Regions from separate parts of the Mus musculus genome. Here all the other regions are linked to region 2. Evidence: chromatin contacts called from public ChIA-PET, HiCAR-type, HiChIP or PLAC-seq and capture Hi-C data. All regions are on one chromosome and are shown on one strand. Each heading gives the region's core, a stretch centred on a gene start, on an enhancer-like site or on the middle of the called end of the contact. The rest is flanking DNA. Distances are from core to core; before and after follow the strand shown. Region 1 holds the start of Efhd1 (EF hand domain containing 1). Region 2 holds the start of Inpp5d (inositol polyphosphate-5-phosphatase D). Region 3 overlaps Usp40 (ubiquitin specific peptidase 40). Region 4 holds the start of Eif4e2 (eukaryotic translation initiation factor 4E member 2). Region 5 holds the start of Usp40 (ubiquitin specific peptidase 40). Region 6 has its middle 18 kb from the start of Efhd1. Region 7 overlaps Dgkd (diacylglycerol kinase, delta).

Region 1 (2,700 bases), core at 3-2,502, 360 kb after region 2:
ATTAGACGAGAATGTCACCACATCTCGCTTAGAAAGAAAAGTAACGGGGGAGGGAGGGGAAAAAGCAGCAAGAGTCATTACTGCTTTCCCTCTTCAAGTGGGGAAATGAGGCCAAAGAGACCTCTCACGTGACAGGCCACCTACTGGGTCTTTGCATGACCTCCTCTTCTGAGGGGTGATGAGGCTCCAGCAGCACCCTAGTGACTAGTGGCAGGCACCAGTTCCCAGCCAGAGGCATCTGCCATTCACCGGTTAGAAGAGTAACTGACTAGGCGACGCTCCCAGGAGGCTCCTGCGCCAGCCACTCCCCCCACCCCTCACCCCCCGCCCGCCCGCACTGGTCTAGGGACGCCTATGTGTCTTTCGAGTTTAAAGCAACCTTGTTCTCAGCCTTCCTTCATTTCTCGCATCCCTTACTGAAGACGTGTGTCAACTGTTTCCTTTGTTTTATAAGATAAAAGACAATCCAGCTAATTTCTCCCTTGAGGGATAAAATTAAGGCTGGCAGGTGAGGTGCGCCCCGGGCTCGCTTCCTAGAAGTTGCTCCGGGAGCAAATCTCTGGATCTGTGGGTGGAGGAGGGTGCGGGACCCGCCCTGGGGAGTAGGAGACTCAGGGAGGGGGCTTTTGAGTAGGACCCTCTGAGCTCCGCCGGGGTCAGATCCCCAGCCTGACGAGGTTCCCCATGGCGCGCAATGAACTTGATGCGCACGATCTGGCTGCACTTGGCCAGATGCTCAGTGCACTCCTGAACGCCTGCACCTCCTTCCTCACTGTCCCACTCGCTGCGCGGCCACCCCGTGCCCTGTCTCGGATCCCCCGTTCTTCGGGGGCGCAGGACGAGCGCTCACGTTTTGAACATCTTCTCCAGATCCTTCAGGAGGCGGCGGCTGAACTCCGGGAACTCGGTGTAGGGATTGAAGACCTTAGAGCGGCCCGGCCGCGCTGTACCCTGGTGGATGTCCAGCCTGCGGCTCAGCTTGAGGTTCAGTTCGGAGTCCGCGCTGGCTGTGGGCGCCCGGGCAGGCGGTTCAGGCTCCGGGTGCCCGGCTGGGGCATCGCAGGGTGCAGGCTGGGGGTCGCCCTGGTCGGTCTCTGCCCGCACCTCAAGTCTCAACCGGCGCTGCAGCTTGCAGGCCAGCTCCTCGCTGGACATGATGGCGGGTTGTGGTGATGGAACTGAGGTTCGCGATCCGGTACGGGGACAGAGAGTTGTGCGCTCTTTGCGGGCTCGTGGCTTTCTGACGCTCGGTGGAATCGCTCGGGGCCCGGCGGTTGAAAAGAACCGTGGGTAGGCGGGGCGGGCGGGGCGGAGCTGCGGCTTTAAGGAGGCGCGGGTGCAGTAGGACTATCTACTGGACAGGGGACAAGGGAGTGTCTGCGCGTCCTAGGGGTCGCGTTTGCCTAAACCTCTCATAAGCTGAGACTTGATGCTAATCCGTCCCCCAGTCCAGACATGGACCCTGAAATCAACTCTTGCTCTTGCCGCCAGAATCCGCCCTTTGGGAACTGGTGATCCCCAGGGAATTGGTTGCAAACACTGGGGAGTTAAGTCTGGCAACCGTTCAGGCAGTTCCATTCTCTTCCAAAGCGCTCCAACCAGGGAGCTCGCGGCCTAGGACCCTCTGAGATGGGAGAATTAAGCGTGCCTGGTAACACACCCACGTGTGTAGCGAGCAGTCGTCGCCCTAAGGCCCTGGAGTAGGAGATGCTCCTGGCAGTACGAAGGTGCCTTTCATATACCATTGAAATGTTTCCACAACAATCTAAAAATACTAGACATAAATAAAGTGAGAAAAATCTCCTGATTCCCGGGAAAAAAAAAGGGGGGGGGTTGTCTTGTTAAGGGACCAAATGTGGCAAGTATCTTGGCTGTATGGCTTTTTTTTTGTTTGTTTTGTTTTTTTAATGTGAGAGCCACCACTGCGGAGAGTGGGGTTAGAAAAGGCTTGAAAATAAGGCAACTTTTGAAACAGGAGATTGAAGTAAAAACAAGTAGAGCCGCCGTCATTCTCCCTAAGGAAGGATGTGGTGCAAATGAGGGTTCCCTCAGCCAAACATGGAGAAGCAGCTGTAAACACAATAGTGGCTGCACTGGGGACCAGCTTTGCTCCACTTGTTTTGGGCCACAGACTGGGGAGTGTGTGTGATGAGCCCGGTGGTGTGCACCGCTGAAAGGCATGAGTTGGTTGCCTGCACATCTTAGGGGGCCACAGGGAAAAATCAGAGCCATTGCGTGCTCTCATGAAAACGTAATTCGATTAGAATTCGAATAGCTGGGTGTTGGGGTACACGCCTATAACTCCAGCACTCAGAAGGCTTAGACAAGAGAATTCCAGGGTAGGAAGCCAGCCTGGGGTTCACAGCAAGACCCGCTGCTTCGCTGCTTCGGAACAAAGCAAACAAGAAATTAACACAAGAAATTAACGGGGGAAGGGTTAGGGGGAAGGGGGAGCTGGGGGGGGGAGCTCAGAGGGCTTAGCATAAAAGAGGCATAAAAGAGTTCAATCCCTAGCATCCACAAAGTAAAACACACCTTTTAAAAAGTGGTTCAAGAAAATAAGTCATTAAAAATAAAGGTACTTTTGGTGTGCATGGTGGCTCATATAAGCCTGTGATTCTACTTGGAAGGTTGGGGCAGGACTCCGACTCTAGCAGCTTGGACTGTATGTCTATATTTACACAGTAAGACCCTCTGCCT
Region 2 (2,700 bases), core at 161-2,660:
CTAGGTGTTCATAGAACCCACACTCCTGGCTCTCTTGAAGATGAAACTAGCCAACAAATGCCTAGCACAGCAGGTCCCAACATGAGTCAGAGCTCAGAACAGTCTGTGGTCAGTCACCCACTTCCCTCCTGCATGAAGATTGGGGGGGGGGCAGCTAGCTGCTCTGAAAGATCTTTCTCTCAGTCCAGGGACAATCTATCAGATGGTACCTGTGCTGTTCAAGTAGGCACACCCTTCCTGACAGTGTTCCTGCCCTGCTCCAGCCTGAAGCCTGGACAGGGTCTGACCACAGGACTATAGGGGTGGCGGCCTTCCTCAGAAGACGCTAGACGGACGGAGTGTTAAAAAGGAACCTTCAGCAAGTGGCTGTTTCCTCTGTTGTTAGGATAACCAGCATATTCAGCAACATCTTCACACTGGGCTGTGGGGGGGTACCAACGGGGGCAGAGACCTGGATAGGGAGGGACATAGCTGAGTGCAAGGAGGGACAGAGACCTACTCAGAGAGCAGCTCTGTGGCTTCCTGTGTCCTTGCAGCCTAGAGTAAAATGTGTACACGAGGAATCCTATCCTGATTAAATGCACCCCGGACTCAGCTCCCCAAATAGAATTAGCTCTAAGACCACATACTAGCAGGGTGGAGGAGGGGACCCTTTTGCCAAGGTTGCCCTTCACTGAGTCCCTGACTGACGCTTGAGCTGACCAAAATGCATTCCAATACACCCTCCACCAGAGAGGCCTGAGTTTCTTCCTGACTCTGTCCCTGCTCCTGCCACAGGAACTCACGGAGACCCCTGGCACCACAGGTCATGGAGGGCTGCAGTATAGGGGAGGCCCAGAGTCACTCAGAGAGCCCTAGCACCACACAAGCCTGTCATGACACAGGCTCCCTGAACTCGAACGCCAAGGTCCAAAGTGGGCCTCAGATGCTGCCCCCCCTTCTCCCCTCCCCACAGGGCAACGAAGTGCCAGTCACGTCCCACCATCCTATGACATAAACCTAACTCAAACTCCCATTACAGGGGTTCCCCCTTTGGATCCACACCTCAGTGGTCCCTGGATCTGACAGTTGGGAGGAGACGGGTACTCACAGCACGCAGAGTGCGTAGGCCCGGGGGATGGACTCGCTGGCACGCACAAGGAAGCTCCCGTCCTTGCCGGCTCTGGAAAGTAGCTCCTCTGCCTTGGAGCGGGTGATGTTGCCATGGTTCCACCCAGGGACCATGGCAGGCATGGGTCTCCTGGACTGGGTCAGCAGCCACTCCCAGGACGGACACTCCAGCAAAGTAGTTCAGGGCCCTCTCTAGGCTGAGACCTGCCGCCTGTTGCCTCTCAGAAATTGCCTCTGCTGCTCCTACCAGCTTAACTGACTGACTTCCTGTTTCAGGCACTCAGCGAGGGAGAGGAAACTGAGCTGCACAGAACTTCCTCATTATAGAAACCAAGTGGGGGGGGGGCATCATCTACCTTCCCACCCAGCCAGCACTGGCTGCCTGCTCCACCCTCTCACTCACTGGCTCTCTATTTCCCCTGAATGGGACCTAACCTCCAGAAGCGTCCATTATCAGCCGAAGTTCCACACGAGGGACGCAAGGGCTCTTTTAGCGTCAGGTTTCATGGCTGACTTCTCAAGCCTGGCCCAACATTTGTGAATAGGCCAAAGGCATGGCTCTCAGAAACCTTTGCTGATGTCCACAAGGGTGGTCACAGTTTTCCCCAGCGCCACCCAGCATACTTGTGATGGTGAGCTTTAACTGTCAACTTGACACAACATAGGATTGCCCAGGAAGAGAATCTCCATGAGGGAACGTCTGCATTGGGCTAGCCTGTGGATACATCTGTAGGGGTTGTTTTAATGAAGCTAGTTGATGTCAGAAGACCCAGCCCACTGTGAGCAACACTATTCCCTAGCTAAAACAGTCTGGTTTGGCCCCTCTGGACCTCTGCTGGGCACCTGGGGCTCACGGAAGGGCTTACATGTCCCTATGGTGCAAGCTGGCCACTTTGGTGATATATGTTACCGCGTTCTGCACTGCAGAAGCCCAAATGGCCAGTCAGGCTATTCCCTCTGTGGCTAGACATGGCTATGTTTGCTCACCCCTTAAAGGTCACCGTTCAGTACTAGCTGAGTTCTGCAGGTACTAAGGTAGCCACTGTCCCTTTGATCCCAGAGCTGGGTGACCTTGTTCCTCAGGCCAGGCCCACCAAGGGAAGTGCTGGCTTACGGCAGAAGTGGTGATTGTTCACTCCTTCATCTGAACCTTGTCACGTTAGATGTGACAACAGACCTAAGCCAGGCACCCCCCTACACACACATGCACGCACATACTGGAGCTTGGTTGAGCTTATCGCTCTCAGCCTCAGTTTTCTTTAGACTGCAGGGTGTAATTCAGAAAGGAGCTCTGGTGTGTGGAGGACATGGGAGCTGTGTTGATGTCATCCATGGCAGGAGCTTGGGGCCTGCAGGGCACAGCTGGTGGGAAATCTGAGAGTGGGTAGAGTACTCCAGCCAGGTCCTGAGCCAGAGGGAGGGGACATGGTCTCGACAAGAGCTCACGTCTACATTCTGATTTTGCCACCTGGAGGCTGAAGATGTTAACTCTAACTCTACAAGGGACCCTTCATGGAGTCCTCTCAAGTTCACAGTACCCCATGCAGCCCTCCTTAGGAAATCTCTGTCTAACACATTGTCTTAGTCAGG
Region 3 (2,736 bases), core at 207-2,706, 340 kb before region 2:
ACATGCCACATGTGCCTAGCAGGCATGTGGTGTCTAAAGGACAACTTCATGCAGTCAGTTCTCTCATTCTGCCTTTATGTTGTGGGTCCAAGTTCTCCTGGCTTGGTAGCAAGCTCCCCTACCCACTGAGCCATCTTGCCAGCCCATCCCTTCTACATTTTACTCTTAAAAAATGGTTAAGCTTATTCCATAGTTTCATACACAATTCCCTCTTCCCATTGTAGGAGCAATTCTAAAATAAAGAAAAGTTTTATTCTTTCTTAGCATACAAAAAAACTCTATAAATGTGTCTATTTATGTTCACTTTTTCCCACTGGTTTTCTGATAAATGGCAAGTGTGGGCTAGGTAGGAACAGTCTGACATGAGTGGCAAACCCCTCTGGTGGGCAGGAAAGCTTGAGTAGTAGTTCAACAAGCAGAGAATTTCAGAGAGCAGATGGCACAAGGATGCCGGAAAGCTTTTGAAGACATTTGAACTCCAACCTCCAAATACTTTGATCACAAATGTTTCTGTAAGTAAATGTCTCTACATGGTCCAGCAGCAGGAAAGATTCTGTCTAAGCAGTTGGAATCCATGTAGTCTGTTGGTTGGTCTTAAATTGCATCAGACCTCCTTATCTACACTCAGCAGGTAGCCAAATGAAGCTCTGGCATCTTAGATAGCTGTGGTCAGCACTCTTCCCCGCCTACATTCCTGCTGTCTTGGAGTCAGCACACTGGCCCTGTGTGCCTTCCCCCTGTCTGTCTAGGGATCAGCAGTGGTTTATGTTTTTAAAAAGGCACAACTGGGCTTGCACTGAGACACTTTACCAGTCAGTAAAGTCCACTGAGCACCCAAGAGAGTAAGAAGCAGGTCTCAGAGAATTCTGAGGTGTTAAAATTAGGTAGCCTCTTAGTAGTCTGTGGGTCCGAGTTCTACCCCACAGTTGGGGTCTGTAAATACCACTCCGGCAGACAAAACAGGAGGGAACTAGGCTACATTGGGGGAAGCAGAAGGCAGAAGGCAGCTTAAGATGTGGGGCCCAAGTGAGAAACAGCACAGGCTGAGGTGAAGAAGGCAGGGTTTCACAAACTCCCAGTGTCCAGTCACCACTAGGAACCATATAGAGTTGGGAATGAGGGGGCCACCCAGGCTGGCCATGGGAGTGGGGAAAACTCCAGCTTAGCTCAGGGGTGAGTTTTGTGTCCGAAGGGCAGAAGGAGCCTTCTGCAGGAGACTTAAGCAGCATGGTTCTGTATGATGAAGGCTTCCCCCACAGCAGTTCTTGATGAGAGAGGCAGTCTTTTTCCAAACTGTTTATTCATTGTTCATCTTGGAAAATTGGTCCCTATGACTTAGTCAGGGTGGGCCAGAGATTAAAGGGGGTGTCTGGGAGGGGAAGCTTATTGGCTGGCCCATCTAGATAACTCATTAGCATGGAGAACTCTGTTCTGTGCTAAGTGACTAGTGGTCACAATCCTCATGTGCGGTGTCACGGTCACATGTTCCAGTACAGTAGCCAGGTTTGAGAGTAAATGGCGTGTATACCATTCTCAGATACGAGAAGTAAGGATTTCTGAATCTGCTCAACCATTCCAATTTTTGTCTGGTGACACAACTTGCCCCACAACTGTCTGTTTTTCCAGAGACAGGCTATTACAACAAACTGATGCTGGCCTCAGACTTCCTCCCTCCTGTCTCTGCCTTTCAAGTGCTGGGATTACAGGCATCCACCACCATGCCTGGGTATTTTCTTCATAATCAGTCCCCAAATCAGTATTAGACAGTTCATCTCAAAGCTCATAGTTTTCAAAGCTGAAGTCCCTTTCAAACTTGGCAGTCTCTTCTTTGTCTTTCTTAGATTTGGTCCTGGCCTTTCTACTCTCCTTGCCCCTTTCTACTGCCAGAGTACCACGCACTGCTTGACCTTGAGAGCTGTTTCCTCTGAACTAAATTACTTCTCAGCTTTCCTGGCCTGGCAAGTGGTCCCCACATAGCCCCTCATACATAGCCCAAACCATCTTCAGTGGTCATTTCTGTCCTGCACCCCAGGCAGTGCTCACTCTCTGCCGTGCTTCACGTCCAGCTGCCTGCCACCCGATGCTGTGCACTCGGGCCTTCCTGCCTCTCAGCTCTTGACTGTTGTCAGCCCTGACTTTCCCTTTGTTCCTCTTTTTATCTCCACCCCCAACTCCTATCCCCTGACAAAGTTCTTTATCTTATTTCCTCTAGTTTCCAAACCCAGCCATTTTTTCCAAGAATCACTGACATCTTACATTCCACAAATTGTTGTCTCTTTCCTCAGATCCTTTGTGGCTCTTCTGTTCTGTGCCCATAGCTTAAGACATAATGGTATTCTGATTCATAGTCTTAGTTTTATCTCCTTTGTCTTCAGTGTCTGCTTGGTTGTTTATCTCTTGAGAAGATAATAGAAGTATAAAACTTTTAAAGATCCAATGGTCTCTTTGTTCATTTCAGAAGTGACAAAAAGAATTTCTGTGTTCCCAGGATGCAACACTGAAAGAGCTTATGATACGTTCTGGGGATACTTTGCTTTTAACTGAAGGGAAACTTCCTCCTCCGGTAAGATACTGTTTCTAAATGGCCGTTTTGTAAGTAAGTTACTGTTTTCTGATTACTATGATAATAGGGAATGAGAAAATATAGGCAGTCATTACAAAAAAAAAAAAAATAGACAGCTTTGCAAAAAAGCTTATCAGTCAAGCAGATTTCCTTCCTAATTTCTAAATAAAATT
Region 4 (2,700 bases), core at 78-2,577, 410 kb after region 2:
ATAAGCAAGGTGGAGAAGACATCAGGTCTTTTCTCAAGAAGCAGAGCTCACTCAGCCACCATGAAAACCTAAGGAAGAGCTGGCTGTACAACTGGAATCCCCATCCCAGTACTTCCTGAGTCTGCACCTCTGAACTCACTGTATTGAAAACCTGCAGCTTCACCACCTATCAGTGAGTCCACTTTCCCTTCACAGCTCATGCTCAGCATTTTACACAGTACCTCTAAGTATTGCAGAGCGTGATGTGGTCCTTCCGGTCCTAACCACTACAGAGGTGAGATCGATGGCTCAGACTGGAGGACTTTTGTACTGTCAAACAGCTGGTGGGCTTAAAACTAAAAATGTAGGCCTTTGAATGATAAACCAGATTTGATCACTACAAACCATAGAGAGGAGGGAGCACTGCAATCTACCCAGGGATACAATTCTTGTGAAACACTAACTTAAGTGGGGCTAGATGAAAACGAAAATTACTTTTAAATGCTAAAAGATTTAATCGTTAGGAGGGGAATGTTCTCACCCCCCCATCCCCCACCCCAACACATATTTCTTCTCTGTACTTCCCAACTGTTCGCTGCGGGAATTGGAGATGAATGCAGGGGTGGGCAGCCACTAAGAGTTGAAAGACAGGGACGGGGTGGGGGATGAAGGGAGGGTGGTGGTCGGGGAGGAAGCAGGAAGAATCTCAGATGAAAAGCATTCCGTACTCGAGAGGCCACAGTACTCAGCGCGGCTGCCCCATTACCTCATCGCAGCTGCCCAACTCTACGACACGGGCTCTGTTACCGTCCCCGCTTGCAGAAGACAAAATCGAGGCTCGGAAGGGAGAGGTGACCTTCCCAGGACGCCGAGCGAGTGCGGGAGGGAAGCCGCGTTCAGAGAGAAGGCAGCAAGGCTGCGGAAACACCCGAAGCGCTGAGGTCCCGCCCCTCCACGCCGCCGGCAGCCCGCACCCACCAGGGCGGGGCGTCCGAAAATCTCCTTCCGGGCGGCGCGGCCTCCCCTCCCCCGGCCCGTGCCGCGCCGGGGTCCAGCGGCTCAGGGGTCCCGGCGACCTCGGCCGCGCTCTCCCGGCCCCGTCGGGCCCGCGGGCGCAGGAAGGCTCGGGCTGCGGCGGCCCGGGAGCGAGCGGCTCGGCTGAGGGCGCGCCCGGCCCCGGCGGGAGCGGTCCCGGGGGACGGTTGGGGGAAGGGGCCCCGGGGTCGGCCACGCGCCACTCACGCGTCGAACTTGTTGTTCATCCTCTTGCCGCCGCTGTCGCCACTGCCTCACGGAGTGACTTCCGCTCTACCGGGTCCCATCGCTAAGGGCCCGGCTACTTCCGGTTGGCTGGCGAGGCGCTCAGCGGAACGTCAGTGCTCAGGCCTTGGGCGGGGCCTCTTTCCCGGACGGGTGGCCCGGGACGACAGCGCTTGTTCCGACCGGGGCTGTCTTGGTGTGGCTGCTTGCACTGAGCATTGTCTACGCAGGCTGCCGGCCATCCACTTTAACCTCCCCGTGGATTCCAGGGGGAAAATGTCAGGCATAGTAACCTTTAGTAAATGGTATTCTCTGGCAGTTGATCCTTTGCTCTTGGTGTTTGGAGAGGACGAGAGAGCACTACAAACAAACTTGCAATTCTGGCTCTTGGGAAATGGCAGCAGGAAGATCCAGACCTGCCTAACCAACATAGTGAGTTCGAGGACAGCCTGGGATACATTAAGACCTTCCCTATATATTGGGTGAAGTGGGGGGTGGGGGGAGTCGAACCAGGGTGACAAACTTACTGAGGACCGAGATGGTCTCACTCATCATTGCCTCCTCAACTGAAGTCATTGTCCCCACACTCCTAAGGACTGTCCAAAACCACATCACATACACAGGAATAAATTCCCTAGTTGGTGATGTAACTCCAGAGCTATGAGGCACGCATTTTCCTGACCCATCTGCTGAACATATTACATTGTTAGATGTTTATTTTTAATCACCAGAGAGGAGGGGTAGAAATTGATGTTCGTGCCTGTATTTACAGGTGAGGAAAGTGTCCCAGGACTGGCCCGTGGTTGTCCCCTGGTCACTCAGCAAGGTCACGCTTTTTCTCCTCAGGAAGACCTCAGGGGATCATCCTATTGCCTGGCATGTAAGGGAGGCTGAGGAAGCTCTCCTGTCACACCCAGCCCAGTGGCTTTGGGCCTAGCCTTGCAAGTACTCTGGCTTTTGAGAAGAGAGAGGACGAAAGGAATTTGCAGGGCTAGGAGTCTTTCTTACAGTGTCTGAGATTGGATCAGAGATGGAAATTTGAACCCTATAAAGGAGTGTTCTAGAGAGTTCCTCTTACTCTGGACCCCAGCTTGCTCATGTGAAATGTGGGTCAGGTGAACAGGGCCTTTTTTTTTTTTTTCCGAGACACGGTTTCTCTGTGTAGCCCTGGCTGTCCTGGAACTCACTCTGTAGACCAGGCTGGCCTCGAACTCAGAAATTCACCTGCCTCTGCCTCCCAAGTGCTGGGATTAAAGGCGTGTGCCACCACTGCCTGGCTTTGTTTGTTTTTTATTTTATTTTATTTTATTTTATTTTGAACAGTGCCTCTTGACTATCCATACTGTGAAGAATTTCTAACAATGGGGGGGGGGGAGATAGTAAAACTCAAGAAATCCTTTGTGATCAGTGGGGGTGGGAGGAAGTATTACATTAGACGAATGGGACGTACTGCTGAAGGTA
Region 5 (2,827 bases), core at 314-2,813, 390 kb before region 2:
AATTAGAGAAAGTACACAGAAAGTAAGCCAATCCAAGAGATAAGATAACTTTGGGGTATGGCCACTTGCAGTAAGTTGACCCCAGAGAGAGAAGGAGAACGTAGACAGGTGGTAGAATGGAACTATGAGTCAGAACATAACAAAGAGGCCAGGCTGTCCTAGGTTGCTTTCTATTGCAGTGATGAACACCACCAGTAAAAGCAACGTGGGGAGAAAAGGGTTCATTTCAGACAGCTCACAGTTCATCACGAACTCAAGGCAGGGCAGCAACTCAAGGCAGGGACTAGAGGCAGAACCTGAAGTGGAGGCCATGGAGAAACCCTGCTCTCTGGCTTGTTCCCTCTGGGTCACTCAGTTTGTTTTTTATACAACCCAGGTCCACCTTCCCAAGGTTGGCACCACCCATAGTGGGCTGGGTCCTCCCACATTAATCATTCATCAAGAAAATGTCCCCACACTTGCCTCCAGGCCAATCTTATAGAGGTATTCTCTCAGCATCTGTTCCCTCTTTCCATGTGACCCTAGCTTGTGTCCCGTTTACAAACAAAACAAAATAAAGTACAAAAACAAACAACCTACCAAGAAAAAAAAAAAGTAATCAAAACCTAACTAACAAGCACATGGGTGTAAGGGGATATAGCTGCCCAGAGGGAAGCCACCTATGCCTGTGGATCTTGGCTTACAGTGTTGAGTTTTGGTCAGGGAATAAAAGTTTAAGGTATAGCTGTGATTTTTAAATAGGAGGATAAAGTACCATAAGACAGAAAGAGATATGGCCAGGAAAGCAAAGTGAAGGGGAGGTTGCTAAAAAGCAAAGTGGTCCTCCACCTGGAGTACTGAGAGCTGTGTACTCTCCCAGTCCATTTCCTGGCCCAGACCCCTTATTCCTAGCCAATGGTCATCTCCAGTCCTTTCCTCCCAACACTTCCTCAGCGTTCTAGCCACACCAGCCTCCCTCAAATGTTCCAAAGACAAATCCCTTGGACTGATGGTCACTTGGACTCTGCCACCCTCAACCCCCATCACCCTCCATCTTTATTCCTGTTCTCCATCTCTTAAACTCTCAGCTGAAATAAAAATTAGATTTCACCTGTTTCCTTCATTCACATCCTGATAGAGGTTGGAGGAGACGAGGGAGATACAAATGGGGTCTGTGCAAAGGATGGGAAGTAACCTATCCGAAGAGCTCCAGCAGGACAGACAGTTTTGTGTGCATACATGCTTGCATGGTTATATATAAACTACTTAAGGTGGATTGAAGGCGATGTAAGAAGGTTCACAGAACGTAGAGCATTTTCACAAGTTTTGTATCAGAGATATACTTTGAAGAGGAAAAACTGTTTTAAGGTTCTTTTGTTATCCTAGAGCAGAGACTATATAAATACATACTCCACTTAAATGGTGAAAGCTCTAACAGAATGTGGCTCCAACGCTTTTTGCAGGCAGCAATAAATACAAATTTTAACTTGTAAGCCGTCTGGAAAAAGAGCAGTATAACTACCCATAAATCTCCGCGTGGCGCGACGCACCCTGGGAAGTGTAGTCGCATCTGGGGTGGGGGTGGGTGGTTGGAAATCACTTTCCAGAGACACGGCCTCCTCGGCATGGCGGTGCCCGTTCGGAGCGAGTTCGTTTACTCTGTGCTGTGGCCGGGGCGGGGGTCTGGGCTATAGGCAGTAAGTGGGGCTGGGGAACTGGGCGCAGGGAGGGACGAGGGCAGCGTAGGGACGACGCCGGCGGCCTGGGGAGAGACGCCGGGCCTCTGCTGGCAGCGCGTCAGGGGTCGGGCCGCGGGGACGCGCGCCTGGTCGCGCTCCTGGGCGCTGGGCGGCTTGGTGGGCGGCAAGGCCTCTGGAGCGGCGTGACGGGAAGCCAGCCCGCGAGCTAGCTCGAGGCCTGCCTCGCGAGTTCCATTTCTTGAGCTTTTGTTCAGAGGACTGTGTTGGGAAGGAAGAAAACTGCATTTTGGCCATTCCTATCACTTAAGAGAGTGTTCTCAGCGTTTTACCCCAAATGTCCCTTCCCCACACAAGAAACAGAACAGATTCCCGCAGGTCCCCACTTCTGCAGTTGGATTCCTGGGTATGTTTTGGAAGGCCATTGGACTCCATGGCTCTAATGACCAGAGTTTTTCTTCCTCAAGGTACTTACTCCTGGCTCTCTAGTTTAGGGCCAAAGTGCTGAAACTACTGTCAAGATTAATGTGATAGGGTTAAGTCACTGAAACGCTGTGATCTGGTACTGTGTATGAAGGGATGGGGGAAGCTGAGATTTCATAATTGATGAAGGCTCCTCCCCTTCTCTCCCCCCCCCCCTCATTTAGTGATGTGGAATCCAAGAATAGTTATCGGTTCTTGTGGGTCAAGCCCTTTGTACTCAGTAACCTTTCTTTTGTCATGTGACTGGTTTAATTTACCTATGAAAAATACGCAGCCCCATTTTACATAGAAGTAAATGTTAGCTAAAATAACTTGTCCAGGATCACACAGGTTAATCAGGACCCCGTGTAGGTAGGAAAGACAAGTCAGGTCTCGCTTTCTCCAAAACACAAACTACTGTGTTTTCTGAAGAACGATTTAACAAAACAGCTACGCTCGAATAATAAGAGAAAATTGGGGGTGGAGGTACATTTAAAGAATGGAAACATTTATGTAACATATTTTCTTTAAAGGATAGCGTTTAGTTCCACCATGTTTGGGAACCTATTTGAAGAGGATTATTCCAGTGTGTCAAGTAGTCAGTATGGAAGAGGGAAGAAATTAAAGACTAAAGGTTTGGAGCCGCCTGCCCCTAGAGAATTCACCAATTTAAGTGGAATCAGAAATCA
Region 6 (2,842 bases), core at 212-2,711, 370 kb after region 2:
TGCTCACAACCATAACCTCAGCTCTGGGGAATTCGACGCTCTCTTCGGGCTTTCTCAGGGACCTGGACACATAGAACATATATGCACAGGGACACACAAGCAAAATTAAATCTTTAAAAAATAAATCATCTCTAACTGGGTGGTGGTGGTACACGCCTTTAATCTTAGCATTTGGGAGGCAAAGGCAGGCTGATATCTCTGAGTTCAAGGCCAGCCTCGTCTACAGATCTAGTTCCAGGGCAGCGAGGTTTCCACAGGGAAACTATGTCTTGAAAAACCTTCATGGTCGTTGTTGTGGTCATCATCATCTCTAATATTTAATGGCACAGATTCAGTCATATCCATGTCCTAAGGGTCCGACCAATGTTCAGTCCTATCCATTTGCTAGTATCGCGATAATGAGATGTTTGAATGCGTCACTGCACTTCCTGCTTTTTTTGGGGGGAGGGGGTTCAAGACAGGGTTTCTCTGTTTAGTCCTGGCTATCCTGGAACTCACTTTGTAGACCGGGCTGGCCTCGAACTCAGAAATCCTCCTGCCTCTGCCTCCCGAGTGCTGGGACTAAAGGCATGCGCTACCATGCCCAGCCTCCTGCTTTTCTTCTTGAAGTTCCCTCCAATCACTTTCCTTTTCTATAATCTGCAAAGGAGGTTTTTTCCTCTCTTTTACCCAGGTAATTGCAAAATTACTCTACTGTTTCCTTTCATGTAAATAAGCAAACAAAACAAAACTCGGGGTGCTGGGGTGTCATTTGTAATAAAGCATTTGCCTGGCATGACTGAACCTCTGGGTTTGCCTCCCAGCGCCTCAAAAGAACATTGAACTAATGTTATTTTTTAATTAGCAAAGCCAAAAATACCTTCCAAAGTGGTGGCATAGGGGAGAGGGAGAGGGAGAGGGAGAGGGAGAGGGAGGGGGAGGGGGAGGGGGAGGGGGAGGGGGAGGGGGAGGAGGAGGGGGAGAGGGAAGAGGGAAGAGGGAAGAGGGAGAGGGAGAGGGAGGAGAGGGAAGAGGGAGAGGGAGGGAGGAGAGGGAAGAGGGAGAGGGAGGGAGGAGAGGGAAGAGGGAGAGGGAGGGAGGAGAGGGAAGAGGGAGAGGGAAAGAAAGAGGAGGAGGAGGAGGAGGAGGATCAAGGGGAAGAGGAGAGAAGATTGTGATAGGTCCTGCTTCTGTGAGAATGGAGAGAGCTGGAGTTCCCCTGCTTTAAGGAAAGGGGTCGGCATGGATGCCCAGGGCCATACCCTGCCCTTCATTTCTCCAGGAGACCCGGCTTGGGACGCAGAGGATTAAGGTGAGGAAGCCACCTTTTTCCTTGGACAGGTAAGATCCATGTCACTATGCTCGTCGGGAGGGTCGCAGGCTATCTAGATTTCGTGTTTCATTCTCTCTAGGAGACTGACCTGCACAGACAGAGCAAACCCACTACCCTGCGGGAACTGGGGTCCTGGAGTGCCCCCTAGTGGAAGCAGCTGGGCATAACCGTGCACCCAGTGGAGACAGGACCAAAACCAACCTGGACAGCAGTATTGACCAAGGGCTTTAAAGAGCACAGGCTGCACTTTGCATTTTGTGCCCCGGGAACGACTCACATTGAAGACGATGTCTTCTGCGCCACAGTTCCTGACCTGACGAAAGACTGCGGAGAGCAGCTGCTGAATGATTTGTTCCCGCAGCTAATGAGCTTCCGGCTGGCGTACTGTATGCTTCCTTCACCTAAGACTGAACCAGGTGCTACTTCCTCTCGGAGATTCAAGAGCACACCAGGCCCCAGTTTATATTCTCTAAGAGAGACGATTTTAAGGACTCACACAAATTCAGCATGCACTGCAATAAATGGCAAGGAGGGGCTGGTGAGATGGCTCAGTGGGTAAGAGCACCCGACTGCTCTTCCGAAGGTCTGGAGTTCAAATCCCAGCAACCTTACATGGTGGCTCACAACCATCTGTAACAAGATCTGACGCCCTCTTCTGGAGTGTCTGAAGACAGCTACAGTGTACTGACATATAATAAATAAATAAATCTAAAAAAATAAATAAATAAATAAATAAATAAATAAATAAATGGCAAGGAAGGAAAAACAAAACAAAACAAAAAACAAGGCAGCAAGAACGTTTCACAGGAGGCCAGGGAGGACTTTCTGGAGGTGACACTGGAAATGGCAAAGGGGCCTGGTGTGGTAAGATAAGGTCACTTTGCAGGGCTGATCTACTCTTGGGGGCCACTGGCCACAGCTCACTGCTAGGTGGGAACAGGAAGGGGGCAACAGCAAGGAGACAAAAAGAGGGATTTTAGTTCCAATCTTCACTAGGGAATGTTAGTTGGAAACTCATTTAAAATGGAAATTTGGAGTCTTTGCCCTTGTTGAGCCTATTTATAGTGTCTGTTCTTCAGACTAAGGCATTCTCTGCTTCCTCCTCCTATGTCAAGGAATTTTTATTGGGTACCAAACACTGTGAAATTTATGGTTTTGGCAGGTGGACTATGCCATGTGCCTTTAAAGAGCATCGGAGCTTTTATGGCAAGCTGAACTCTCAATTGGAAACTTCTCTAGTCTTTTGAAGACTTGTATTCAAGCCTTGAAGAACAGGCCAGGCAAGGCCTTCTCTTCTTGGCTAACGTCACCTCACTTTCAAGGTGTGGCACCAGGAACTGGCCCCCATCTCTGCAGTTAAATCAAGACTGACTCTGGCCACTGGGAACTCGAGCACTTCTCCACTCCTGTGAACACTACAGTTGGTCTTCCCTTGCTCGTGACCCTTGTTGCCAAGGTCTTCTCTCCTCCCAGGAGCTGGGATGTTGAAGCAGGAGGATCACCGAGCGTTCAAGGACAGCCTTGTCTACA
Region 7 (2,770 bases), core at 198-2,697, 310 kb before region 2:
GTAAAAGCTATGTATGTTAGTTTAACTTTGTGCCTTTTAGAACATGTCTCACTATATAACCTTAACTGGTCTCCTGCCTCTAGATTATTGAGACTACAGGGCACACCACTATGTCAGCTAATCTCTGTATGGTGAAGAGAAATCCAAGAACAAAGATGAAACCCTTTTGCCTCTTTTATGAATGTACAGGTGAGCCCATGAGTAAGCCACTGGTAACCCAGACCCCACCAGGCCTCGATGGCAATTGCTCTTACCCTGTCTCTGGTCAATGTCTGCGCCCTGTTCTTGTGCACGATCCGAATGTACCCAGGTGGCTGGATCCAGGCTTCCCCATCCACCTGCACAGGCACGCCTTCATCCCCCAGGATGGAGATCTTCACTGTGCGACACTTAAACAGATGCCAGACTGTTATTCCCGTGCCAGGAGATTTAAAGCACCCACAGGCCTTGCTGCTCTGAGTGTCTGCACTCCCACTCCTTACCCACAGCCATTTACTTGGCCTCCTTTTCTAGCCTCTGCTCTGTTGCCCCCTCTGCCCCTACTGTTCCCTCCCCACACATCTGGGATAGGTATAACCAGAAGATCTTGGGTACAGATACGGATATCAGGCTAAAGGGGTCAAAGAGTCATGGTCCTTGCCAGATGTAAACATCCCTGGGCAGAGCAAAATCTAACATCAGATGATAAAGCTTCTGCAACTCTTTACAAAAATGTGCACAAAAACAAAAAGGTAAACTTTAAACAGCTGAGTGTTGGGGACCAAGAGAATGCAGGAAGACCCAACAGATCTTATCAGCACTGCACTGTATGTACAGTTACTCCTTCCCTGCACCCCCAAAGTGGGTGGACCTGTACCAGCTCTTCAGTGCTGTCAGAATTAAAGCCAAGAGCCCTGACCTAACTGCCCTCTCTAGCTAACCTCAGAGCTGTCTGTCAAGCCCCGGTGGGCTTAGTCATCGCCACAGACAGATCCATGTCCAAGGTGCACTGCTTCTTGCAGCAGACCAGGCTCATCTGGGCCTTTTCTACCTCAGCAAGACTCAGAGCACTCAGTGGGAGAGGGAGGCAGAGTGGGGCTGCCTCTAAGGTCCTAGTTAGGCATCTCTCTTGGGTCTCTACTGTGAGCAAATCCAAGCATCCTAGGCCAAACCCTGCCTCTCCAAACAGGGATGAGTCCTAGAAGGGGGTGGGCTAGACCTATCGAACAGCATGGCCAGTACCTGGGCAATCCGATGATGCTGTAGCTTAATTACACGAGACACAGCCATCTGCATGCTGCCGAACACAGCAACCACCTCCAGAATCTTATCATCGAATGATGGAGCTGCAAAAGTCTGAAAGGGCCAGCATGAAAGCTGTCTGCCTCACTTCCCCAAACGCGTCTCCCTCTTGCTCTGCTTCCTGTTCTGGGGGTTCTGGTGAGACAGACAAGCCCACACCCACACATGGTACAGTGATGGTGGTAAATGAAGTGCAGGGTTGGGTATCTGTTACCCAGAAGCCCAATGCCTGAGACTAGCCCTCAAACGTGCTATTTATTAGACATGAGCCCTCAGGCAAGTTAGTCATGTCCTCCGTCCTTCAGAGGGAGATGACACTGCTTGCTCCTTAGGAGGGGGAGGTATATAAAATGAACGTGCAAACAGGTTCCAGGTACTTAGAACAGTGGCCTACAAATAAGTCTGCAGTAAGTGCCAAGCTGGCTTTTTAATTACATGCAAACCTTGGTTAAAGCCCGTCAATATCTTCCTATGTTCTTGACATAAACTCCAGACTCCTGCCTTTGGCTTCTACTGCCTCATACAATGCAGGCCCTACAGGCATCTCCCTCCTCCATGCACATATTCCACACTGCACTTGGGGAACTGTTCTCTATATACTTTGCCCCTTCTTGCTTCTGAGCTTCCACATCTCCTTTCTTCTGCCAAAACAGGATACTCTCCATCTAGTGCCTGCCAATTCGGACAATTTAAGTTCTCCTTCAAGTCTCAGCTGCTTCTCACTTGATCTTGTGCTAGACCTGCCTTCTAGACACCAGGCCGATTGGTGAGGGAACCTGTCTATCTGGTCCTCCACCATGCCCACTGTTAGGACCAAGGAGATATCCCATCTAGTCATGCCTCACTGACCTTGCTAAGCCCAGCCCACCCACCTCAAACCCCATACGTACATCATCTTCCTTGGTGCCCCCCCAGAAGTTGGTCCCTCCAGCATAGCTGGGAATGTTGAGGACAGCAATTCCTTGAAGACTCGGGAGGGGAATAGGGCGGCCATCACACTGCGCCGCAGAAAGGCAGATGGAGAGAAAAGAGCAGTACTCAGTATGTGCCAGTTCTTCCTAGCACCAATTTAATATGCTGGGCCTGTGGCAAGGCAAGGCTCCTCAGGGACGATCAGGCAAGGCTCAGTAGAACTCATCTCTAACCAAGGTTGGGAGGTCACCCACCAGGCCAGGAGGCTACCACTCACCTCCAGCAGGACCTTTTGTTCCAGGTTCCTGTAGGTTCTGTGCAGCAGCTCTTTGGTGCCAAGGACACCATACCACATCATGTTCTTAGTCCTACTCCTAGAAACAGAAGTGCCACCTTGGACAGGGCTCTCTTACAATAACCTGAGTTACTGTTATGAAGCCTGGGGACTTGTGCGACCTCAAAAGGCAGCCTGGTTTCTAATTGAGCTAGATTTAAACCCCAGATACCCAGCAAGGGACAGAAGTCGCTTGTCTGCCACACTTCTAGACACCAGGGTCCTGATATGAGGCCTTAGCTC

Evidence for each region. ChIA-PET counts read pairs in DNA pulled down with a chosen protein or histone mark. HiCAR-type assays count read pairs that join an accessible place to other places. HiChIP or PLAC-seq counts read pairs in DNA pulled down with a chosen protein or histone mark. Capture Hi-C pulls out chosen DNA fragments and counts their contacts.
Region 1: a contact with region 2 is called in a HiCAR-type map of astrocytes, with 2.1 times the contacts expected there. The contact joins the promoter of Efhd1 here to the promoter of Inpp5d in region 2. A contact is called at or near these places in 3 of 115 datasets of contacts at active chromatin or transcription factors (astrocytes, pancreatic cancer cells and pro-B cells) and 1 of 9 other capture datasets (macrophages).
Region 3: a contact with region 2 is called in an H3K4me3 HiChIP or PLAC-seq map of fetal liver, with 4 times the contacts expected there. The contact joins the enhancer-like site here to the promoter of Inpp5d in region 2. A contact is called at or near these places in 1 of 484 Hi-C or Micro-C datasets (the G1E-ER4 cell line), 4 of 115 datasets of contacts at active chromatin or transcription factors (acute myeloid leukemia, double positive thymocytes, extraembryonic endoderm stem cells and 1 more) and 2 of 9 other capture datasets (adipose tissue and liver).
Region 4: an RNA polymerase II ChIA-PET map of memory CD8 T cells shows a contact between it and region 2, with 69 read pairs. The contact joins the promoter of Eif4e2 here to the promoter of Inpp5d in region 2. A contact is called at or near these places in 2 of 39 promoter capture datasets (liver and pre-B cells), 8 of 115 datasets of contacts at active chromatin or transcription factors (the HPC-7 cell line, acute myeloid leukemia, double positive thymocytes and 5 more) and 1 of 9 other capture datasets (macrophages).
Region 5: a contact with region 2 is called in a capture Hi-C map of macrophages, with 3 times the contacts expected there. The contact joins the promoter of Usp40 here to the promoter of Inpp5d in region 2. A contact is called at or near these places in 2 of 39 promoter capture datasets (hippocampal neurons and pre-B cells), 5 of 115 datasets of contacts at active chromatin or transcription factors (double positive thymocytes, memory CD8 T cells, pro-B cells and 2 more) and 2 of 9 other capture datasets (liver and macrophages).
Region 6: an H3K27ac HiChIP or PLAC-seq map of double positive thymocytes shows a contact between it and region 2, with 3 times the contacts expected there. The contact joins the enhancer-like site here to the promoter of Inpp5d in region 2. A contact is called at or near these places in 2 of 484 Hi-C or Micro-C datasets (both in embryonic stem cells) and 6 of 115 datasets of contacts at active chromatin or transcription factors (the 230-238 cell line, double positive thymocytes, embryonic stem cells and 3 more).
Region 7: a contact with region 2 is called in an H3K27ac HiChIP or PLAC-seq map of regulatory T cell precursor, with 9 times the contacts expected there. The contact joins the enhancer-like site here to the promoter of Inpp5d in region 2. A contact is called at or near these places in 1 of 39 promoter capture datasets (pre-B cells), 2 of 484 Hi-C or Micro-C datasets (the G1E-ER4 cell line and embryonic stem cells), 8 of 115 datasets of contacts at active chromatin or transcription factors (acute myeloid leukemia, bone marrow-derived macrophages, double positive thymocytes and 5 more) and 3 of 9 other capture datasets (adipose tissue, liver and macrophages).

The regions. Positions count from the first base shown.
Region 1 is chr1:87,262,905-87,265,604 of GRCm38.p6, reverse strand. It overlaps Efhd1 (EF hand domain containing 1), which reads right to left and starts at 1,252. Exons shown (of 4, transcript NM_028889.3): 1 at 851-1,252. The coding sequence starts at 1,155.
Region 2 is chr1:87,619,022-87,621,721 of GRCm38.p6, reverse strand. Inpp5d (inositol polyphosphate-5-phosphatase D) reads right to left here and starts at 1,410. Exons shown (of 27, transcript NM_010566.3): 1 at 1,091-1,410. The coding sequence starts at 1,233.
Region 3 is chr1:87,959,616-87,962,351 of GRCm38.p6, reverse strand. Usp40 (ubiquitin specific peptidase 40) reads left to right here. Exons shown (of 32, transcript NM_001198573.1): 24 at 2,489-2,563. Among named protein-coding and RNA genes, the nearest start is that of Usp40, 48 kb to the left of the region's middle. Within about 2 kb of position 1,456, at least 104 of the 459 cell types and tissues checked have an H3K27ac peak or open chromatin away from gene starts, as enhancers often do. A contact at or near this core is called in the G1E-ER4 cell line, acute myeloid leukemia, adipose tissue and 2 more, where this site is marked.
Region 4 is chr1:87,212,541-87,215,240 of GRCm38.p6, reverse strand. Eif4e2 (eukaryotic translation initiation factor 4E member 2) reads right to left here and starts at 1,327. Exons shown (of 7, transcript NM_001039170.1): 1 at 1,222-1,327. The coding sequence starts at 1,241.
Region 5 is chr1:88,007,287-88,010,113 of GRCm38.p6, reverse strand. It overlaps Usp40 (ubiquitin specific peptidase 40), which reads left to right and starts at 1,563. Exons shown (of 32, transcript NM_001198573.1): 1 at 1,563-1,676; 2 at 2,672-2,827. The coding sequence starts at 2,691.
Region 6 is chr1:87,244,985-87,247,826 of GRCm38.p6, reverse strand. No RefSeq gene overlaps it. Among named protein-coding and RNA genes, the nearest start is that of Efhd1, 18 kb to the left of the region's middle. Within about 2 kb of position 1,461, at least 38 of the 459 cell types and tissues checked have an H3K27ac peak or open chromatin away from gene starts, as enhancers often do. A contact at or near this core is called in double positive thymocytes, where this site is marked.
Region 7 is chr1:87,933,903-87,936,672 of GRCm38.p6, reverse strand. Dgkd (diacylglycerol kinase, delta) reads right to left here. Exons shown (of 30, transcript NM_177646.3): 20 at 2,471-2,567; 21 at 2,172-2,279; 22 at 1,222-1,335; 23 at 255-389. Among named protein-coding and RNA genes, the nearest start is that of Usp40, 73 kb to the left of the region's middle. Within about 2 kb of position 1,447, at least 63 of the 459 cell types and tissues checked have an H3K27ac peak or open chromatin away from gene starts, as enhancers often do. A contact at or near this core is called in the G1E-ER4 cell line, bone marrow-derived macrophages, double positive thymocytes and 3 more, where this site is marked.